2 separate regions of the Mus musculus genome follow, and region 1 is linked to region 2. Evidence: chromatin contacts called from public capture Hi-C data. All regions are on one chromosome and are shown on one strand. The core of a region is the stretch at or near the end of the contact, and the rest is flanking DNA. Distances in the headings are between cores, read along the strand shown.

Region 1 (5,338 bases), core at 1,939-4,438, 1.0 Mb after region 2:
GTAGTCCAGTCTCAATCATGACACTGAACAACATTCCCTCTTCACAAGCTCTGCTCTCACAACTTAGGGTAGTCTTCCTTGAAATACTGCCACCACAAAGCTCGTAAGCTGGCTTAAGAAAAAAAAGGGGGTAGGGTATATCTGCATTGTGAAGGTCAACATACTATGTAAACTGAAACCCGGAAGAGCACTCTGCCACATAAACTCCTGAATGTGTGAAGCAATTTGTAAGGGACTTTTCAGAAGAAGAAAAAAAAATCACTCTTTTTTTGAACTTAAAGTAACATTTTTCTTTAAACAATAGTAAGTACAGAAACAACTGCTTAAAGAAACCAAGTTACCTAGCCAGGCCTATCCTGTATTGAGGAGAAAGCTATACAAGTTACTGTATATTCAATTGGTTACACATTCTTCCTTCAGTATAACTTTTTAAAGTTTGCTTTCTGTAAAGTCAAACTCTCAAAGCAATGGTCCTAGGTTCTTCCAGTTCAGCACACACTAGGAAATAAAGCTTTGTATTGCAATGACACAGGTAAGTTAGTTTGTTTTATAAATGAGAACAGGATTAAACAAGTATTTTTACCAAATAACACCTTAGCTTTCACTGTACCTCAGACTACACTACATGGTCATTAAAACAAAATCAGCTGGGCATGTAGCTCAGTGGTCAATGGCTTTTCTAAAATGGGCAAGGCTCCGTGTTCTATCCCCAAGGCCACAGAACATTTGTAAAAATTGCTGAGAGAGAGAGAGAGAGAACACATGAGCGCACGTGATATAAACAGCATGCCTACCACATGTAGAGTTATGAACGCTGGTTCTTACCTGAAGGAAATCATCATTAGCCTCAGAATAATTTTTTGCTAGATAAGAACACCACCTTTTATTTAAGCGTAAAGCCAGAGTGAGGAACCATTTTTCACACTGCAGCAAGCCTTAGATACTCATAGAGCAGTTCAGACTCAGGGGAACACCCAAAAGCAACATGAAGCTCTCAGGGAGGACTACTCACTGATCTTCTGTTCCAAAAAACTTCACAAAGAAGCATTTCTTTCCACGTGGTTTCTTTAAGTCCTTGGGTGGATTAACAATCTGAAGGAGAGAAAGAGAAAAGGTATGAGGCGAACCAGAAGGCTACTGGGAAAGTAACTCCCCATGGCTCCAGTGAGGCTGGAAAGCCCAAGATCTGAGAAAGGACAATGTCCAAAAGCAAACCAGGGCTCTATACTTGTCCCATAGATGGGACTTTGCTATTGTGATATGAAGAAATATGTAAATATTCTTTAAATTCTCCATAGCCAACAGGTAGTATATTGTCCAACAGATAGTCTTATTGCAATGACTCGTGGCATAGAAACAGTTAAAACTAACAGCAACATCACCCCTCCCTCCATGTGATGTGATTAATGAAGAAACAGAAAATATTCTTTAAAATACTTTTGTTGTGGGTAGCAAGAGTTAAGACAGGAAGCAGTGAAAATAGGGGACCACCAAGGCACAGGAAATACCATATTGCAAAGAGTCTTCAGACATTTCCTGGATTCCTAGCAAGACTAAAAAGCCAGAACATTTGGAAAGCTATGATGGACCACCTCTTGAAAAATCTGGAATGCCATCTTCTGCAGAGATGCACTGGAGCAGCACATATGGTAACAGGGGAAGAAGATTTAAACTTAGTTGGGACAAAAATACTTTAGCTTTTCACTAACCTACATTTAGACTTCCCTCTTCCTGGAGAATCTGTTTCTTCATCCTTAGATTTTAGCATGCTACATTTTGATTACAATTGATTTCCAAGATAAAAAACCAACCAATTTCACAAGCCCTCTGACTGAAGTGATTACCTCATATTTAAACACTCTGGTTTATGCTATAACTTTCAAAACCGACTGATAACTGGAGGCAAAACACTACATTTTATCAAAATGAGCCCATTTTAAGTCAGTGTTAGAGAATGGAGGAAATTCAACATGTTAACCCTCTCCCTTAGCTTCAACTACCTTCTTTTAAAACCAACAATGCACTCACCTTTCCTGGCCAGGGAGGATACCGGCCCAGTTTCCCCCTAGAGAAAATAATACAAACAGTCAGAACTTGCCCTGGAAAAGCCAGTCCATCTCCTTCAGCCCACTCAACAAGCAATCTATGCTTCTAACTCTAGGCTGAACAAAAGGGCCAGAACAAAAGCAGGCAAACCAGATGGGTCTTTCACAGCTGGGCTCAGGGCCCTCACATATTACATACAAAACTGTATATATATATATATGTGTGTGTGTGTGTGTGTGTGTGTGTGTGTGCCTGAGATCTGTGCACTCTTCCCGAGAAGGAACATAGAAAAACAAAACCATCAGGACGTCACTGGTCTGGTACCTCCCTGGGAGAGTGTTGGAAACTTCTCTCTGTAAACACAGACTTCCCTAAGACTGATTTAATTCACCCCATGATCGGCTTTCCTTTGACAAATGATCATGGAAACCTTCCTCTAGGTAGGGAAACTACGCAGTTCCAAGGAGACAATGGTCACTCTTGGTTTTGGCTGTTGCAGGGGACACAAGGAACAGAACGAGAGGCACTGGATCACCGCCTAGCCATCATTTGCAAAGGAGAAGTCACCCTCCCCTCGGTTTCTTCATGGGGCAGCGCCGGGCAGTCGGATTTCGCCACCTGGAACCAAGCCTCGAGCCCACGTCTGTCCCAACCGAACGCGGGTATGGACGGCTCTGTCTCTAGCAAGGTATCCTCTCCTGCTTTGAGAGGAGGTCCGGAGAGACCCTGGGACTCCACGCCACGCCAGAGTTCTCTGCAGTGGCAGCTGGAGCCAGAGTTCTAGAGCCGTAACCCTCCCCTGGGATGGCCTCAGGGTTCAGAGCAGGGACCGCCGCGGCCCCTCTCGGCCTCGGTCCCCCGGGGACCGGACAGCCTCTTCCGCTCAAGCGTCGTTCACACCGCGGCGGCACCTCCTCTTCCCCACTCTCCGCCGTCCGGAGTGCATAATAAAACTACTCCTGGGCCAGCTGGCAACCCTGCGACCAGGAAAAGCAGCTTCGCGCCGTCTTTCGTTCAGCGCTGGTCGCCAGGACTCACCACACCAAGTCGCCGAGCCGCAGACTCACAGCCGCCATCTTACCACCCAACCACCGCCGCCGCACGGGCAGCCGGGAACTTCAGGTCGCCGCGGCACCGCCCATTGGAGTTGGCCTGACCACGTGACGGGTGTTTGCTGTCATCCGCCTAGCGGATGCGCTGACGTCACCGCGCCGCGGCCGTCCATTGGACTGCTTGGAGGCACGTGACTTGAGCGCCGCGCTCTCAGCGCGTCGAAGCCCAGAGACTCCAAGCTCCCGCCTCCCCCCTCCCCTCCGGCTCGTGACAACGAAGCATCCGCGGTCCAAAGCAGCGGCGGCGGAGGCGGCGCGGCCGGACTAGCGCGAAAGGGAGCCGACTGTGCTGCCCGCTCGCTTCCGGGACTCTAGACTCATTTCCAGTCTTTCCCGCTGCTTCCGTTACGGCTGTTAGGCAGGCGCGGGCCCCGGGCCGTTGCCGAGCCTGAGGTCCCGGGCGGATAGGTGTTGGAGTCCGGTTGCTGCCCTGACTGACCCTGGCGCGGCCTGGAAGCCAGTCTCGGTCCCAGCCCGGGGCAGAAGAGGCCCCGGTTGCCCGCGAGCCCGCGCTCGGGGCGGGAGCTCCAGACTGCTGAGGAGCGCCCAGCTCGACAGTCGGCTTCCGGAGCGGCGTCCCCGCCAAGCGTCCTCGGCGTCGCCCGACTTGTTTTCTTGGACGTGGACTTGGCATATCTCGGCTCCCCCCGCTGGCTGACAAGAGAAAGCGGCAGTTTGTCGAGAGGCTTCCTTCCCGCGGGCTGGGGAGCCGGCCATGGGCCGCGGCGCGGGCCCTCCGCGCGCCCGCCTGCAGCGCTCGGGAGCGGGCCGCTGAGCCGCGCCGCAACCCGAGGGTCCCGGGCCGGCATGAGGACCACCACGGGGGGACGTCTACGGCCCGCGTCGGCTCTGGGGACAACGGTGAGCGCCGCGGTCTGGTCCAGCCTCCCGCGTTAGCCTTCGTAAGTAGTGTGACACTTTGCAAGAAGTTTTGACAGCTGGAAGACAGGTGACAGTAATGGGAACTGGTACCTGCCGAGGGGCAGGGCGGCTGCCCTAAGTTCCGTAGACCGAGTTGAAGCTCGACTTTGAGCAAGAAAAGTCTCACACCCAAGAAAAGGCGGCAGGAGTCTGTGTCAGGGTGGACTTAACTTACAGCTGTACTTTCTGAAGTCAACGCCTGCTCGGAAGGTGACGGGTTCACGCCCCTTTCCCCAAAGCAGTGTCCTTGTAGAGGCTTTGGTTGTCAATTGCTCTGAGAGATGGTGTGGTGGAGAAGCTGGGTGGTTGACCCCAGCTTGTTTTTTCTTTGGAAGAAGTACCACATTTTTCAAGGACTGTCATTTACATTGTGTGTTAATTAAACACGAACTGACCATTTAAAGTGTATTTAAGATTTCATAAAATTTGACAAATGTTCTTAATTTAGAAATTAGAGTTTTCCAGGAATTTAAGAATATTGTAATGACTTGTCTTTAAATGTAAATCTTTACAACTAAATTTAGAAACAATCCCATCAAAGTCAGGAATAGAACAAAGGATACATTGTCTAATGTCCTGTAATTCTAGTTAATGAAATAAGACAGGAGCCGAGTAGTGGTGGCACATGCACTCAGGAGGCAGAGGAAGGTGGATTTCTGAGTTCGAGGCCAGCCTGGTCTACAGAGTGAGGTTCCAGGACAGCCAGGGCTACACAGAGGAACCCTGTCTCAAGCAAACAAACAAACAAAAGAATGAAAGAAGACAGGAAACAAAAATAAATATAAAATAACCTGTCATTTTTGTAGGACTTTGCCTTTCAAAATAAAAAGGGAAAGCCATTAAATAGGGAAAGAAATTAATGAAAAAATTAGCATACAAGTTTTTCTGTTTTTTTTTTGGTAGTCAGTTCAAAAGTAAATTAGTTAAAAAGAATGTATTTATGATAACAAAAACATAAAACAGTCCCTAGGAATACCTGGAAATAGGCTTTTGCATAATATGTTTTTTGTTTTGTTTTGTTTTGTTTTGTTTTTCAAGACTTTCTGTGTGTAGCCCTGGCTGTCTTGGAGCTCCTTGTGGATCAGGCTGGGTTCCATCTTAGTGCTGGGACTAAAGATCTGTCCACCACCACAAACCCATAATCCCATAATTTGCTTTTTAAAGAGAAGAATTTTTTCCTGTGTGGCATACTAATATTCAAGTCATTCGGAGTATTTAAACCCTACTTTGTGGTTTGTTTTTTTTTTCCTTTTTGTATT
Region 2 (5,384 bases), core at 2,407-4,906:
GGTTGGTAGTAAGTCACCCACAGGAAATCACCCACAGATGGATGTCTATTAGCTGGGCGAACCCAATCAGGATTTATGGCCTTACAATTTATAGTAGACATTTGAAAAAGTTAGCACACATACATTACTATTATTGCTTCATTTTGTTTGCTTTTTTTGAGACATGGTTTCCCTGTGTAGCCCTGGACACCTGAAACTCACTCTGTAGGTCAGTCTGGTCTCAAACTTATAGAGATCCACTTTCCTTTGCCTCCCAAGCGCTGGGATTAAAGGAGTGCACCACGACTGCCTGTCTGAGTTTTTGTTGTTTTTTATTTTTTTTGTGTGTGTCAAGACAGGGTCTCACTATGTAACTCTGTATGTCATGAAACTATATAGCCTAAGCTGGTTTGAAACTCAGAGGAATTCCTACCTCTGCCTTCTGAATGCTGAGATTAAAGGTGTGCACCACCATGCATATTTTAAATTTTGTATGCATTTACTATGTGCATGGGTGTGCCAAAGCATGCGTGTCAAAGGACAACTTAAAGGCGTGGCTCTCTCCACCGCTTGGAGCCTAAGGACTAAGCTCAGGTCATCAGGGCAACAGCACTTAACCACTGACCCATCTCACTGACCCACATGTAAAATCTAAAGAAAAACTTCATTTTTAACCATAATTATTCCTGGGATATGTTCACTTGCAAGAGACTTTGAAACTGCCATCCTTGCCTTGGTCTACATCAAATTTCACAGTAATGTTTTCTCAGAAGCTGCCACAGCAGTGGCCACACAGATAAGATACAGAATACTATAGAAAGAGATAACGCAGTCATGTTGTGTCTGACATGCAGACATGCGTACTTCACCACTCGCTGAGTTACTTTGTGCTCCTTCTTTGTGTGAGGGCAGTGAAGCACCGGCTGTGGCCTGCCCCACCGTGGCCTGCCCTACCATGACCTGCCCCACTGGGATCACTTGTTTTGGTCACAGTCCTTAAGAGGATTTTCTTCCATATCCTTTGACTTGGCTCACACTTTAATAATCTATTGCTATTCGTTACTTCCCCATTTGGTATCTGTGACAAGAGCAATTTAAAGAGAACATTGTAAATAATCAGAGCTGACCTTTAAAAAGCTCACCTGATCCGTAAAAGTGGCCAGTGTTCCTTATGGTCACTGGCTGTCAGCACATACTTCCTTGTTGATCTGACTGAAAACTCCAGAAGCACTCAGCTGCTTCTACCTTCCTGGTTCTTGTACCTCCAGAGTGTGCTCCTGGTCCTACTGTTGATGTTCGGCATGGTAGAGACAGCATCTAGATGTAAGAGCATCACATCACTGTTTCTCTAGTGGGGTTTCCACTTCCCCCTTTTTGTCCTAGTGCAGTTCAGGGATAAGACACCCCTCCTGGCTATACACAGAAAAGAATGACTTGCTCTGCACACTGAGCTTGGAGGCCACTGACTGCGCAGCAGTAGCTGACACAAGAAGAAAAGGAAAACAAGAGAGAAAGGGGAGGCTGTGTAGCATCCAGAGGCTTTCCTTCTAAGAGGAGTAAACTCTATTTAGACTTGCAAGTCCTGTGTCCACTGATCTTCCAACCACAGAGCAGGACAAGAATCCTTACTCCAAATGAATGTAACCTAGCTGGGTGTCTCCCAGGGAGCCCAGGTGAGGGGCCACCATGTGCAACTGGGGCTCAGGACCCAGCTGCTGCCGAAGGAAGACCTAAGCCCTAACCTTTCTGTTGGCTGGAAGGAAAGTAGGGGTACCTAGGAGCTCCCAGGAGCAGGGAGTTAATGGCAGGCTTGCCAGTACCCTTAGCTACCAGATGCTGAGAAACAGAGGAGTGGGGCCCTCTGCCAAAGTCATTCGTGTCAGATCTTACTGATGCTTCTGTGTCTAGCTGCCTGGTGTCAGCCACCTTTCTTTGCACATTGGTCTGCTCCCATTCCTACCACAACCTCTCAAATGTGTGACCAAGGTAGAAAAATATGAGTTGTGCTCAGCCACCAGGTGCCCCAGCTACTTGCTGGGTGGGTGAGAACTGGGCGAGCACTGACACACTCCCGTCTATCACAACCTCAGCTGAAGCATGGTCATGCAGAGCTCTGAAAAGACTTACATGGGGCTGGAGTGGTTTGCTGCCAAGCACCTAACAACTAGCCTGTAAACTCTGCACAAAATTCCAGAACGTGCAAGGTGGAGGCAGGAGGATCAGAATATGAAGATGGGGTTTCTGGTAGCTGGAGAGGCAGGTGGGTGATTGGATCTCTGACTTGTGCATGTGAGACACACAGGAGATGTGCTCCAGTGCCACTGTGACACTGTCTTCCCCAAGGTGTCTTTACTTTTCGTATGCTATGTTAATTTTTTCTAGTCCTGCATAACAGGTGCCTTGGCCAGCTGGCAGGTACTTTGCTGACCTTGGCCTCTTTCCGACTCCTGACCTCTAGGCTGTCCTGCTTCTGGATATATCCAACCTCTTGTAGCTGCCTGTTCTATTTGCTACTTCCAATTCTCTCTGGGCATAAAAGCTCTTCCTTCATCAGGAAGGTTCAGTCTCTAGAACATGTTTGTGTTGTCCTTGGAAAGCCAAAATCCCTTCAGCATAGAGCTTCTGATGGAGGGATAAATGGTACCCCAAAAGATGTCCACACCCTAATACTTGGCAAAAGAGAACTTTGTGGGAACTGGGAAGATGGCTCAGTTGGTAAAGTGTTCACTAGAAGTGTAAGGGCTGGAGTCAGATCTGCAGCTCTCGTTTAAGACTAGTATGACAGCAGGAGCTTGTAATCCCAGCACTAGGAGGCAGACACAGGGTGATTCGGGGCCTTGCTGGCCAGTCCATCTGGCCAATTTGCTGAGCTCTAGATTTAGTGAGAAACCCTGTCTCAAAAACTAAGGTAGAGAGTGATAGAGGAAGATACGTGTATCAACCTCTGGCCTCCATGTGCAGTTTAGGGGAGAGGACCAAGGAAGGATAGGACTAGGGTGAGATGGGACATTATCCTGTCCACATCCAAGAGGAACATAATGCAGTTCCATCATCAGAGAAAGGGAGAGCTGCCCCAAGAGTCTTCCCCTAGAGTGGGGTGCATATGGCCCTTGCACACACCTGGGTTTTGAACCTCTGACTACACAGCTTTCAGGAAATTGTGGTAGCTTGTTAAAGAGCCCTAGGGGATAAACACAAATGAACTATCAAGGATTGAAAAAAATGGCAAGACCCACCCCTGAGTTACTCTGTCTTGTGATGTAGATACTTGGGGATCCCTTGAGCTCCTTGTTTCCTCAGGAAGAATTTCTATCGCCCAGCATTTCCCACCTGGAGCCTCTAGCATCTCAATGACTTTGGAGGTGGGGGTTCCTTAACCACAGAGCAGAGCAGCTGTCTTGAGAGTCCATGGTGAACATGTCAGTGTCTGAAATTTGCTTTTGGCTACAAGGTGACATTAACCCCCTAGACCAGACATAAGTAGATGAGCTAATGCAGCCAGCCCTGCCTCCAATTCCTACGACCCACCCCTGGTAGTGAGGGCAGGATGGGCAAAGGACACAAGGTTTTATAACCATGCACAAACACGTTATCAGACTGTTTTTACAGTAAGAGGCACCTTGTCTGTTGATGTCAGCACGTGCTATCAGCCTGCCCAGGGCCCAATGGGATGGCCACACAGGCAGCCCTATTGTTCTGTGCTCTTGGGTGAAGGGTACACATGCGCCCTGGGGAGGTCAATACTGCCTGAACCTTTAAAACTGGCAGAGCAAGGCAGGTTGGCATTGCCTGGACAGCGACCCTGAGAGCTAGCAGGTCTGTAATTCCACACTGCTTTTTGGTTTTTTCCTTTATACATTTTGTAAAAAGAATCTTCCTTTAAAAGCAAAAGAAGAAATATATATCAGAATTTTCCAGGTTAGTATCAGAATTCTCATCATCTCTGTAGACATCTCTGTGAGTGTCAGGTGTTGAGTGAACTCACCTTGTTCATCCAGTTCCAGTGCAGACTCGGGGGCTCATCATACAGAGCAGGTCTGTTCTGACTGCTGCAGCCGTCTCAGATTGGCTTTCAGGTAAGTACAGGGGAAGGACTGAGGGCCTCCCACTGGCTCAGCACAAGCTAGGCTTTAGTCTTTGATGGGGATGGGAGCTTCACTGCTTCTTTGTCCTGACCATTCAATCTCACAGGATGCGGTACACAGGGCTAATGGGAACACTGCTCACCTTGGTCAACCTGCTGCAGCTGGCTGGGACTCTGAGAATTGCAGCCTTCAACATTCGGACTTTTGGGGAGACTAAGATGTCCAATGCTACCCTCTCTGTATACTTTGTGAAAGTAAGTCCACTGTGGCCAGAGTCTGAGAGCAGGCGTGCTATCAGGGAAGCTAGAGACCACAGTGAACCTGAGGCCTTACCATAGCTGGGTGGATGTCAGCCCAGATTACGGTCCACACCGTCCATGGCTGGCAGGAGAGCTGTGTGGAAGGAAGAGCAGCAGCTGCAGCTCTGGCTCTCTGAGGTTCCTGGGAGGGACAAAGTCTGAGGTCTTGAGCTGCTGATCCAGCCCTGCCTACCCAGCCTGTTACCCGCAGATCCTGAGTCGCTATGACATCGCTGTTATCCAAGAGGTCAGAGACTCCCACCTGGTTGCTGTTGGGAAGCTCCTGGATGAACTCAATCGGTGGGTGACAGTACTGGAGTCCTAGAGTATAATGACAACCATTTACAGTCTCACGCCCTCTGTGCTCTATTGTTGGAGCCCTGCTATCAGATGCCAGGAGGCTCCCTCTATGGTGAAAAAGTACCTTTGGTTTCCTTTATCCAGGGACAAACCTGACACCTACCGCTATGTAGTCAGTGAGCCGCTGGGCCGCAAAAGCTACAAGGAACAGTACCTTTTTGTGTACAGGTAAAGCCCTATGCTGCCAAAGCCTGAGAATAAACTCAGGGATGTGCAGGCCTCAAAGCTGTGCCAAAGAGGATGAGAGTGGTTTGGAGGGCCAGGTGACCCTCTTTTACTTGGGAGGTCCTTATAGAGTAGGGGTAGCAATGTATATTACAGGACTTCAGGATAAGGTTCTGGCTGGGTGGGTATCCATCTACTCAGGTAGCTCTCACAGCCCCAGAGTCACCTCTTGTCTTGTCTTTCTCTAGGCCTGACCAGGTGTCTATTCTGGACAGCTATCAATATGATGATGGCTGTGAACCCTGTGGAAATGACACCTTCAGCAGAGAGCCAGCCATTGTTAAGTTCTTTTCCCCATACACTGGTGAGTGCTACTGGGCTTCACTGTCAGCCCTGCCTAGGCCACGATGGAGTCACAGCTTACAACTCCCATCCAGACCTCTAGAAGCCTGTGGCTGGCAGGGCTGCCCCCACATTCCCTCAGGGAACTCCCAGT

Evidence for each region. Capture Hi-C pulls out chosen DNA fragments and counts their contacts.
Region 1: a capture Hi-C map of embryonic stem cells shows a contact between it and region 2, with 4 times the contacts expected there. The contact joins the promoter of Glyr1 here to the promoter of Dnase1 in region 2. A contact is called at or near these places in 1 of 39 promoter capture datasets (liver), 1 of 484 Hi-C or Micro-C datasets (embryonic stem cells) and 1 of 9 other capture datasets (embryonic stem cells).

Annotation. Positions count from the first base shown.
Region 1 is chr16:5,046,722-5,052,059 of GRCm38.p6, forward strand. It overlaps Glyr1 (glyoxylate reductase 1 homolog (Arabidopsis)), which reads right to left and starts at 3,189. Exons shown (of 16, transcript NM_001079814.1): 1 at 3,085-3,189; 2 at 2,029-2,065; 3 at 1,013-1,092. The coding sequence starts at 3,122. Ubn1 (ubinuclein 1) reads left to right here and starts at 3,336. Exons shown (of 19, transcript NM_026666.4): 1 at 3,336-4,060.
Region 2 is chr16:4,033,380-4,038,763 of GRCm38.p6, forward strand. It overlaps Dnase1 (deoxyribonuclease I), which reads left to right and starts at 3,657. Exons shown (of 10, transcript NM_001357143.1): 1 at 3,657-3,795; 2 at 3,929-4,055; 3 at 4,171-4,318; 4 at 4,575-4,663; 5 at 4,808-4,891; 6 at 5,137-5,252. The coding sequence starts at 4,172.